Linked DNA regions of Gossypium hirsutum: regions 1 and 3 are each linked to region 2. Evidence: chromatin contacts called from public Hi-C data. All regions are on one chromosome and are shown on one strand. Each heading gives the region's core, a stretch centred on a gene start, on an enhancer-like site or on the middle of the called end of the contact. The rest is flanking DNA. Distances are from core to core; before and after follow the strand shown.

Region 1 (3,276 bases), core at 391-2,890, 220 kb after region 2:
GATGACCGACATTTGTAACTTGCAAGCATTTGCACTATACATTCAGAAGAATGATGTCAAATTTGATCTGTTTTCCGTTACCAAGTAAATGGAAAAGAAGGTATTTGTATTCACACTGATGTTATTTGCAAAACACATCTATCCTTCTTTTATGTATTTTTCAAATTTATGTAAATTGAGAGTATCGTTCCACTTGGATTTGGATTTCTTTTTTCTTCTGCATGTCGTTAATTATTTATCCTTTGTGTTGTCAAGATTGGATATGAGTTTGACTTTCTAAGAGAAGCCAATGCTATGGAGAGAATTTGCTATTTCTTATACGAGAATAACATAAATAACTTTGAGTTTTTAATTAACATAAAATGAGGAATGGCTTTTGAGACAAAGGGATTGCGGATCTCAGCTCCTTCTGTATTTATATCGAGTTTTCTTCATGTTTTTGAATAACATAAAGAACTATGAGTTTTTGAATAACCTAAAATTAAGGACTATGGTTTTTGAATAACAAAGGACTATGAGTTTTTATTTTTTATTTCACATATGAAAAGAACTAATGTTACTAAAATTTAGTAATTTTTATGTAAAATTTGAAGGTTTTTATTTCACCAAAAGATTGCTATAAATAATTAATTTATTAAAGAGTATACCTTATAATTCATTGTTGTTATCATGTTATTATAAATGATCAAATAAAATATATAAAATATGTTTTCTATTAAAATTGATTATTAAAATAAAATATCGTTAGAGTCATTTTTATATTGGCGATTGTGACCTAAGAGAACAGGTGAGAGGCTAGATTAAAGCAAATATATTAGACATTGAAATATTTTTAATAATAATTTTATATTAAAATTATTATTAAATATTATTAATAATTATATTAAGAATGTTATTAAATTATATATTATTTTATTAAATTGTATTTAATAATAATTATGTTAAAATATGATTAAATTATTTTTTTTATTTTTACTAAAATATATTGAACAATAATCTTATTAAAATTTAATAATAATGATCATCTATCTACAAAAATTCTGCTAAGGGTACTTTGGTCATTTAAGTTTTTTTCCTTATACTATTACAATATTTATTTTATTCAACCAACACAAGAATTCTATTACAGCTCTATTCACTTCCATTAAATCAAATAATTGAATTACTGATTACAGTTCTATTTCATTACAACTCTACTCAATTACAGCCCTAGTCCATTATAGTGAATCAAACGTACCGCAAGAGTAGAAATTGAACCGACTAAAACCGGATGTATGGCAAAGAGGGTTGGTATCAGTTAAGTTGGATGACACGTACAGTACTACTTCCGAGGATGATTTTTGAGATTGAAATTTTGTTGGTCAAATTCCAAGCAAAGATTCATTTGATAAAACCTTTTTAACACATACTAATCATATTTTTGTGCGTATATGTATAAATAAAGAATACAGATATACGCCTCTTATCTCAAATTTTAAATACAATCTTATTGATTAGTGCATGTTATTCTTAAAATAGTGACAATCCATAATAAAACTGGCATAAAAATATTAAATATTCATTCAATAATTATGTAATAGACGAATTTTAATAGAATTCAATTAGTATTTTTAAATTTGAAAGAGTAAATTTTTAATTATAGTAAAGATAGATGGCAGTGAGAGGTTGAGGGTGAGGGATAATCAAGATAATGAGATTGTGAAACAGATATTGCCAACACACAAGCTTCAATCTTCATCCAAAGAACCAGAAAGGGAGAAAAGAATAAGATTGAAATTTTATTTTCCTGAGATTTGTTTGATTAAAGAGATGATGCCATGAATTGTGATCCATTGAATTTCAATCCTTTTTCTTGCAATTACTTCCATTCATTTTCTTTTGGAGATTTGTGATTTCTTTTTTATGTTAGTTTTGGAATCTGACATGTTATGTCCTCAAAAAAATCTGTCTTTTTTCTCCATAGTTGCAGCGTCACCCATCATCCACCAAAATTCTTTAATTTTCCCATAAAAATAATATTTCTTTTCATGATTTTCAATTACATTTGATTATTTAAGCACAACCATATATAAATATAGACAAAAGTATACACACAGTTCTATCACCAACCCACTTTCCCTTCTCTCACTCATGAAATAAAAATTAAACCTTTTAGCCTTTTTGTTTCATTGCCTCACCAACCCAAAGTTTCTTTTTCTTTTTCTTCTCCATTGCATTTTCATTACCAAAACCTTAAGAAAAAAAAAAAAAGCAACTTCTTTGATGGAGAGGGCAAGGAGGTTGGCTAGCAGGGCAATCCTTAGACGCTTGGTTAATGAAACCAAGCAATCAAGCAATGGGCAAATGAGCTGTAGATCACCTGTTTTATACACTCCTTCAAGGTATGTATCTTCACTGTCGCCTTTTGGTTCCAAGTGTTATAGCAGATCAGATTTGTTAGGAGGTAGAAATGTACCAAACAGTTTTGGGTCACAACAACTTCGATCCATCTCTGTTGAGGCATTAAAATCGAGTGATACTTTTCCCCGCCGCCATAACTCTGCAACCCCTGAGGAGCAGACCAAAATGGCTGAATCTTGTGGGTTTGATAGTCTTTATTCCCTTATTGATGCAACTGTGCCTAAAGCTATACGTATTGATTCCATGAAGTTTTCAAAGTTCGATGAAGGGTTAACTGAGAGCCAAATGATTGAACACATGAAAATGTTGGAATCTAAGAACAAGATTTTCAAGTCATTCATTGGGATGGGTTATTATAACACTCATGTTCCCCCTGTGATTTTGAGGAACATAATGGAGAATCCAGCTTGGTACACTCAATACACACCTTACCAAGCTGAGATATCTCAAGGCAGGCTTGAGTCTTTGCTTAACTTCCAAACCATGATTACTGATCTCACTGGTTTGCCTATGTCAAATGCTTCATTGCTTGATGAGGGAACTGCTGCTGCTGAGGCTATGGCCATGTGTAACAATATTCTGAAAGGGAAAAAGAAGACTTTCATCATTGCTAATAATTGTCACCCTCAGACAATTGATATTTGTAAGACTAGAGCTGATGGTTTTGATCTTAAAGTGGTTACTGCAGATCTTAAGGATATTGATTACAGCTCTGGTGATGTTTGTGGGGTTTTGGTTCAGTATCCAGGGACCGAGGGCGAGGTTTTGGACTACGGGGAGTTTATTAAGAATGCTCATGCTCATGGTGTTAAGGTTGTCATGGCAACTGATTTGTTGGCATTGACAGTGTTGAAGCCCCCAGGTGAACTTGGGGCA
Region 2 (2,986 bases), core at 170-2,669:
AAATTTTATTCCATAATTCTTGTACCTAATTAATTTAAGCAGATCCCTCTATTATAGAGACCACAATAAATTAGCCCTCTACTGTACTATATAATAAAGGAATTTGACAAACACTTTTACCTTACTTTTAAATTATGCAATTAGTCCATAATTTTTAAAACCAATTGTTAAAGACGTATCAGTTCTATTTTTATAATTTTACTTAAATTTTTTAAAATTATTTTCCATATACATATATTTAAAATATTAAAGAACATGCATGTAAATTTCAAATTTTCGTTGAAAAAATATTTCAATAATATATTTTTTAAATTTATATAATCAAAATGAAAATTTTAACTCAACTATTGGTTGAATGTTTTAATCATAATTATGCTATAACTAATTATAACAAAACAAATTCTTAAGAATCCTAATTAATCAAGAGTAAATTAATAACTATGTTTTTTTTTGTCCAAAAATGAAGATTTGAAGTCTTGATGGGTTAATTTAATCATGAAAGCAAAAGTCTTTATAATAAGAATGCAATGCGGTTATAACTTATCTATTCATAATTAACCTTTATCTTTGTATATGGTTAACAACAACAATAACTTTATTTTAGTGATCAAATGAAAAAAAAATGTGACTAAATATGAAAAGTAAAAAAAAAAAAAAACTATTTTCATACACAATTAAATAAAAATAATACTATTGTTCTATAACTGAGAATTCTTCCCCGGATAAGCAATGTGTTAATAAGAGTGAAATTATTCTACCCTGGATAAACAATTTGTTATTCACATCATATTTAACATATTTTACACTTTTCAACTTCGTAATCTATAGATCAAATAAATATTGATAGTAATTATATTCTTATTTGAGCACTTTAAAAGGTAGTAATTCTGTAAAAGTTAGGCCTTTACATGAACAATTTGAAAATTTTGACTCTTATGCATTTAACCATTTTAAAATTATAGTTAATGAATTATTTCGCTTGAATATATATTACATATAAAAGAATATACTTATGTTTTTCACTTTATGATTTTACTGATAATGGACAATGTGCATTCATTTCTGGTATCAATTTATATTCTTTCATTGCGTTTGATACAATCCATGCTATAATTAACGTCATTTAGTGTCTGAAAAAAAATAAAAAAATAAAGAAAAATATTTTTATGAGAAATATAAGAAGGCTTGAGTGCTTATGAATACAAGAGTTGTTTGTAGATTACAATGTAATTAGTACAAAAAAATGGCTAAGCTAAAACCTTGAGATATTTTTCAAATAAAAAACCAAAGTATTTATACAGTATAAAAATGGGAAAGATTCAATAGAAAAAGCAATGAAAAACTGAAAAAAAGACAGCAATAAATGGTTTTAATCTTGGAAAGAGTTTTAAGGGTTAAGAACTTTGCTACCGTACTAAAAATATATGGATTAAGCTCTTGCACCGTTGGTTGGCTTTTTATCCACCCCTTTCGTCGTACAAGGTATCAAAAACCACTCTGATTTCATCCTCTGACCTTCGAATTGTCGTAAAAAATCATCCATAACCCCTTCTCCTTCTGCTTTTCATCTCCACCACTAGCAATCTCATTGACCAGCGTCAACAACCCATTTTTTATCAAAGAAAATCCTCTATCGCAACCAGTCGTTTGGCGGTTAAGTAGTCCATCACCACCCCTACTTTGTCGCCCTTGTAATTCAGTCTATCGGCCAGGTTTTCCATGTGATGGAGATCGTTATTCGAAATAATAATGTTTGGCTTCGGTATAAGCCTTTACCTTTCTCGTGGAGACTTTATATGTGGCGCTTGCTTTCCCCTCATTTTTTTTATTGTGTAATTTGCTCGGACGCGAAGACTGGTCCATTTGCTATGCCAATAATGACTTTTTTCCCATGGAGTCTTTGATGGCTTGTGTTTTTATATGAACTTTTTTTAGGTTCCACCTATCTGTTGTTTCAAGTTTGCAACGTTTCCAACACTAGGAAAGGAAGGGTTGGCAACCATTGTATTGGCTTGAATCCACCTTCGCTCCCTTTGATTCAAGTGTTGAATCCTCTTAGGTTGCCTGACTAGGGCATTAGCTTTATTGGCTATTAAGGCCTTTGTTTTGTATTGGTTGAAGCTTTGGCTTTTATTATTTGTTAGAAACTTTTGCTCTCATTCGCATGGACCGAATTTGACTCCAATTACTTTTTCTCATTGAGAGAGGGGAAAAGGCCCTTAAAAGAAAGCAAATGTAATCCCTCCGGATGGAAACATGTACGTTGCAAATGCTCCAAGTACAGAGTTACAAAGTCAAATTTGAGAATGTGAAATGAAAGAATCCAATAAAGGGTTTTTAATTTTCACAAGGAAAAAACAGTCAGATTTAACATGCCCGGTGAAGCTTTAAAGAGGAGCAAAAATGAAAAAGAAAAACAAAGATCCAACTACCAAAAATTATATCAAGTGCAGTATTTCTCAAGGTTCATTTCGCTCCCCTACAAAGGTACACCACTCTTCGACTCAGTGATTGACTGCTGTTAAATCTTTTTCTTCATTACCAATTTACTATATTTTCTCACTCCCATTCCCCGTAATTCACTAAAATGCCCCTCTTCTCTCACCGCTCCTCCGCCTCCAGCGGTTCCGCGGGATCCGCTCCGCTTCCTTCCTTCTACTCCGCCAAACCCGTCAAGCCCTCAAAGCCCTTTTCCGCCTTTTCCTCAACTCGAATTCCTTGGCCCATTCTCGTCTTTTCACTCCTCTGCCTCCTCATCGGTCTCGCCGGCACCCTCTTCGCCCTCTCCGCCATCCGCCGCAACCAACCCTTGCCCATCTTCCGATGCGGTACATCCGAGGACACTTTCCGTTCCTTTTACTCTTCCTTGGATTCGGGGAAGCTCGGCGATGACAGTAACAAAGGCTTGGTTGATCGCCCCAAGCTTCTCGGGTTCGTCGGCATCCAAACCGGATTCGAATCGGGTGAACGCCGGTCCGCCCTTCGT
Region 3 (2,946 bases), core at 68-2,567, 180 kb before region 2:
CTCTTCCGCATTTGATGCTGTGGTTGCATAGATATTCAACCCCTGAGGAAGAAGACCCTCAAAGATACTACCTGACTCACAAGCTTCAAGATAGAATACCTGCAAAGTTACATGCAGATAAGAAATTAAAAACGGCAGAAAGATGACAAGAAAACACATCCAGAAATCGAAAATTTTAAAACATCAAATTACCATGCTTTTATAATTCCCTGAAGCATGCTTTTTCTTTAAAACCTCAATCAAGTCATCAGCATAAAGATAAGGAAAGGTAGGCATCCCTGGATTAACACAAAAGAAACATTAACAGCTTCAAAAGCAAGTATCAAATACTAGAATCTGCAAATAATAAATACGAAGCTAAGGCACAATCAGAGAGCTATAAAAAAGTAACTGCTAATGAGATATTACTAACCAAGGACACCGGGACCCCCATGGTCAGTGTAGTATAAGAAGATATGATCATCGGGGCCACTATCGACAACCTTCCCGCTACCCCCGGTGATAGCAGACTTGTTTCCGAGGAGAGCCGCAAAAAAGTTGTGAACATTAACATCTTCTCCAGTATAGTCCTGCAAAAGGACAACAATTAGGCAACGATTATAATCAGTAATTGTAAAATTAATAATGATTTGTTTTTACAAAAAGAAAAATAAAAAAAGAACAGACCTTTGGGACTCCCTTATAAACATCATCGCCATGAGGATTGTTAATGATAACACCAGGCCTAGGGTTTTCTTCATTGAAAGCGATATCATCGTACATAAAGACAATGATATTTTCCTCTTTCAAACCACCGTTCCTTAGGAGTTGATAAGCATGACAAACATCAGCCTGGAACAATTATCAATAATTTTAACAAATTTAAGACCGATCAAACAACCAATAAGTGAAAAGCTTTTTTAATAATTTACTTTGTTGAAGTGGAGTGGAGGTTGACATTAAAAGTTCAATCATAAATATTTTCAAAAAAACTCATGAAAACGATAAAGAAAAATTGAATTTTAAAGAAAAGCTATAACCTGATGCCTGTAATTCCAATATCCATTAGATCCAGCAATCAGGACCGCCCATCTTGTGCCACCAACTTCATCATCATCGCTCCTCCATTGGAAGAACCTTGAAGCTTCCGAAGGTAACCGGAGGACATCACCGGTGATATATCTAGCAGCGGAGACGACGCCGGCGACGGATAGTAGGAGGAGAAACACACCGGTCACGAGAGTGGTCATGATTTGGCCAACAAAAGAAGAAATTGAAGATAATGCAAAATTCAAAGGCTTTGCAGCTAAGTTATTATAAGCATAAATTTAGATATTAGCTATGGTATTGGCGGGCCCAGGAGCCACTTTTATTGATGGAAACTTATGATTGCATCTGGGACGTTCATTTGGGGACCCATAAAAATTAACGGTTTTGTTCCTTCAAGAGTAAAAAAGAAAAACGGTTGTGATGAGAGCGATGAAAAACGGGAGGTGGCCAAGTTGATTTTCGTCGGCTTTTAATGGGACCCGCGGAGTCGAAATGTGTATTACGTAGTTGTCTCTTATTGGTTGCTTTTTTTTTTTCATGGAAAACGGAAAACTCAAAAACACCCAATTTTCATTTTTATTTTTTAAAATAAAATCAATAAATATTCTAATCTAATAAATATTATGAAAATTACTTATACTTAAATTGAATAATGAAAAAGATATAAAAAATAATAAAAAATATTTTTGTACTTTTTATTATTTATAAACAGTGAAATAGAACGAATTGAATTAGCTTAAGAGTAAAAAAAAAAATTAAACTCAGCTTAATTTATAAAAATTTCTAATTAATTGTCGACTTTTTTAATCATATAAGTGAAGTTAAAATATCATTACATGTCTCTATTATTTATTTTTTATTACTTGTATACGTTTTTTTAATATTTATTAAATTACATATATATTTTTCCTTTACTGAAAATTTAAACATAAATAACATATTATTTAATATTTACAATATAAAAATTGGACAACATGTTTTGATTGGCTCGGACTTGAATCTTCTTCATTTTGAAGTTCAATTCCATCCAATTCATGTTTAAACAAACTCAATTTTTTACCTAACTCCATTAATATATTATTGTTGATAGAGTTTAAAATATTAACTCTAATTATAAAAACATCAAACAAATTTTATAGCATACTGTTTTTTTTTTAATATTAAAAAATGTATTATTTAAGAAAAAAAACATAAAAGTCAAAATATTTGAAGGGGCGATCCAATCCCATATCTTGAAAAGGGAGGCAAGTTTATTTGAATCTTTTGGTATCATACAAAAAATTGTGACATAAAGTAATAGGAATCTCTTGCTCACACTCTTCTTCTACATTTGATTTTCTTTGATGGATGCATATACAGCGACCCTTGCATTATTGGTGACTTTAAACTATATTTGAAGCTAAGGTGATTATTACGATGGAATTTAAATAGAAAAATAATAATTTGATTCTAATTACCCAACCCTTTCGTTTTCATGGAACAACTAGCTGCTTAAAACCATACTATTATAAAAAGTTGGGTGAAGTTTCATTGTGGAACAAAGGGGACTTTCCTTGATAATAAAATTCCAAAACATATATGCTTCCTTTTCATGCCTAGCTCATCATGTACTTGATTACTTAAACTTCATTGTATCTGTTTTATACTTTGTCAAAATTATTTAGGATTTTATTTTATTTTTTTATTTTTTAAAATATATATTATCGTAAACAGTACATGATTGAATTATTAAAACTAGAATTAAAATTAGTGGGACTCTTACAGATAAATATTAGAGGGAATTTAAACATGATATTTATGAGGGATGAAAATCGAATTGGCAATTTATTTATTTTATATTAAACTATTAGCTAAATTTCTAATATCAAATTTCCAAAACTTTAGATAATTTTTGTATTGACATATTGTATTTTCATC

What was found. A called contact is a pair of places that touch in the nucleus more often than the background predicts.
Region 1: a Hi-C map of leaf shows a contact between it and region 2, with 2.0 times the contacts expected there. The contact joins the promoter of LOC107962876 here to the promoter of LOC107897070 in region 2. A contact is called at or near these places in 5 of 34 Hi-C or Micro-C datasets (callus and leaf).
Region 3: a contact with region 2 is called in a Hi-C map of leaf, with 2.2 times the contacts expected there. The contact joins the promoter of LOC107897074 here to the promoter of LOC107897070 in region 2. A contact is called at or near these places in 9 of 34 Hi-C or Micro-C datasets (anther, callus, hypocotyl and 3 more).

What each region holds. Positions count from the first base shown.
Region 1 is chrA06:31,451,047-31,454,322 of Gossypium_hirsutum_v2.1, reverse strand. It overlaps LOC107962876 (glycine dehydrogenase (decarboxylating), mitochondrial), which reads left to right and starts at 1,640. Exons shown (of 15, transcript XM_016899431.2): 1 at 1,640-3,276. The coding sequence starts at 2,263. It overlaps LOC107962877 (a long non-coding RNA gene), which reads left to right. Exons shown (of 6, transcript XR_001701806.2): 6 at 1-196.
Region 2 is chrA06:31,667,955-31,670,940 of Gossypium_hirsutum_v2.1, reverse strand. It overlaps LOC107897070 (probable beta-1,3-galactosyltransferase 12), which reads left to right and starts at 1,419. Exons shown (of 7, transcript XM_016822406.2): 1 at 1,419-2,986. The coding sequence starts at 2,588.
Region 3 is chrA06:31,846,323-31,849,268 of Gossypium_hirsutum_v2.1, reverse strand. It overlaps LOC107897074 (vacuolar-processing enzyme), which reads right to left and starts at 1,317. Exons shown (of 9, transcript XM_016822413.2): 1 at 1,020-1,317; 2 at 667-831; 3 at 413-569; 4 at 193-278; 5 at 1-99. The coding sequence starts at 1,229.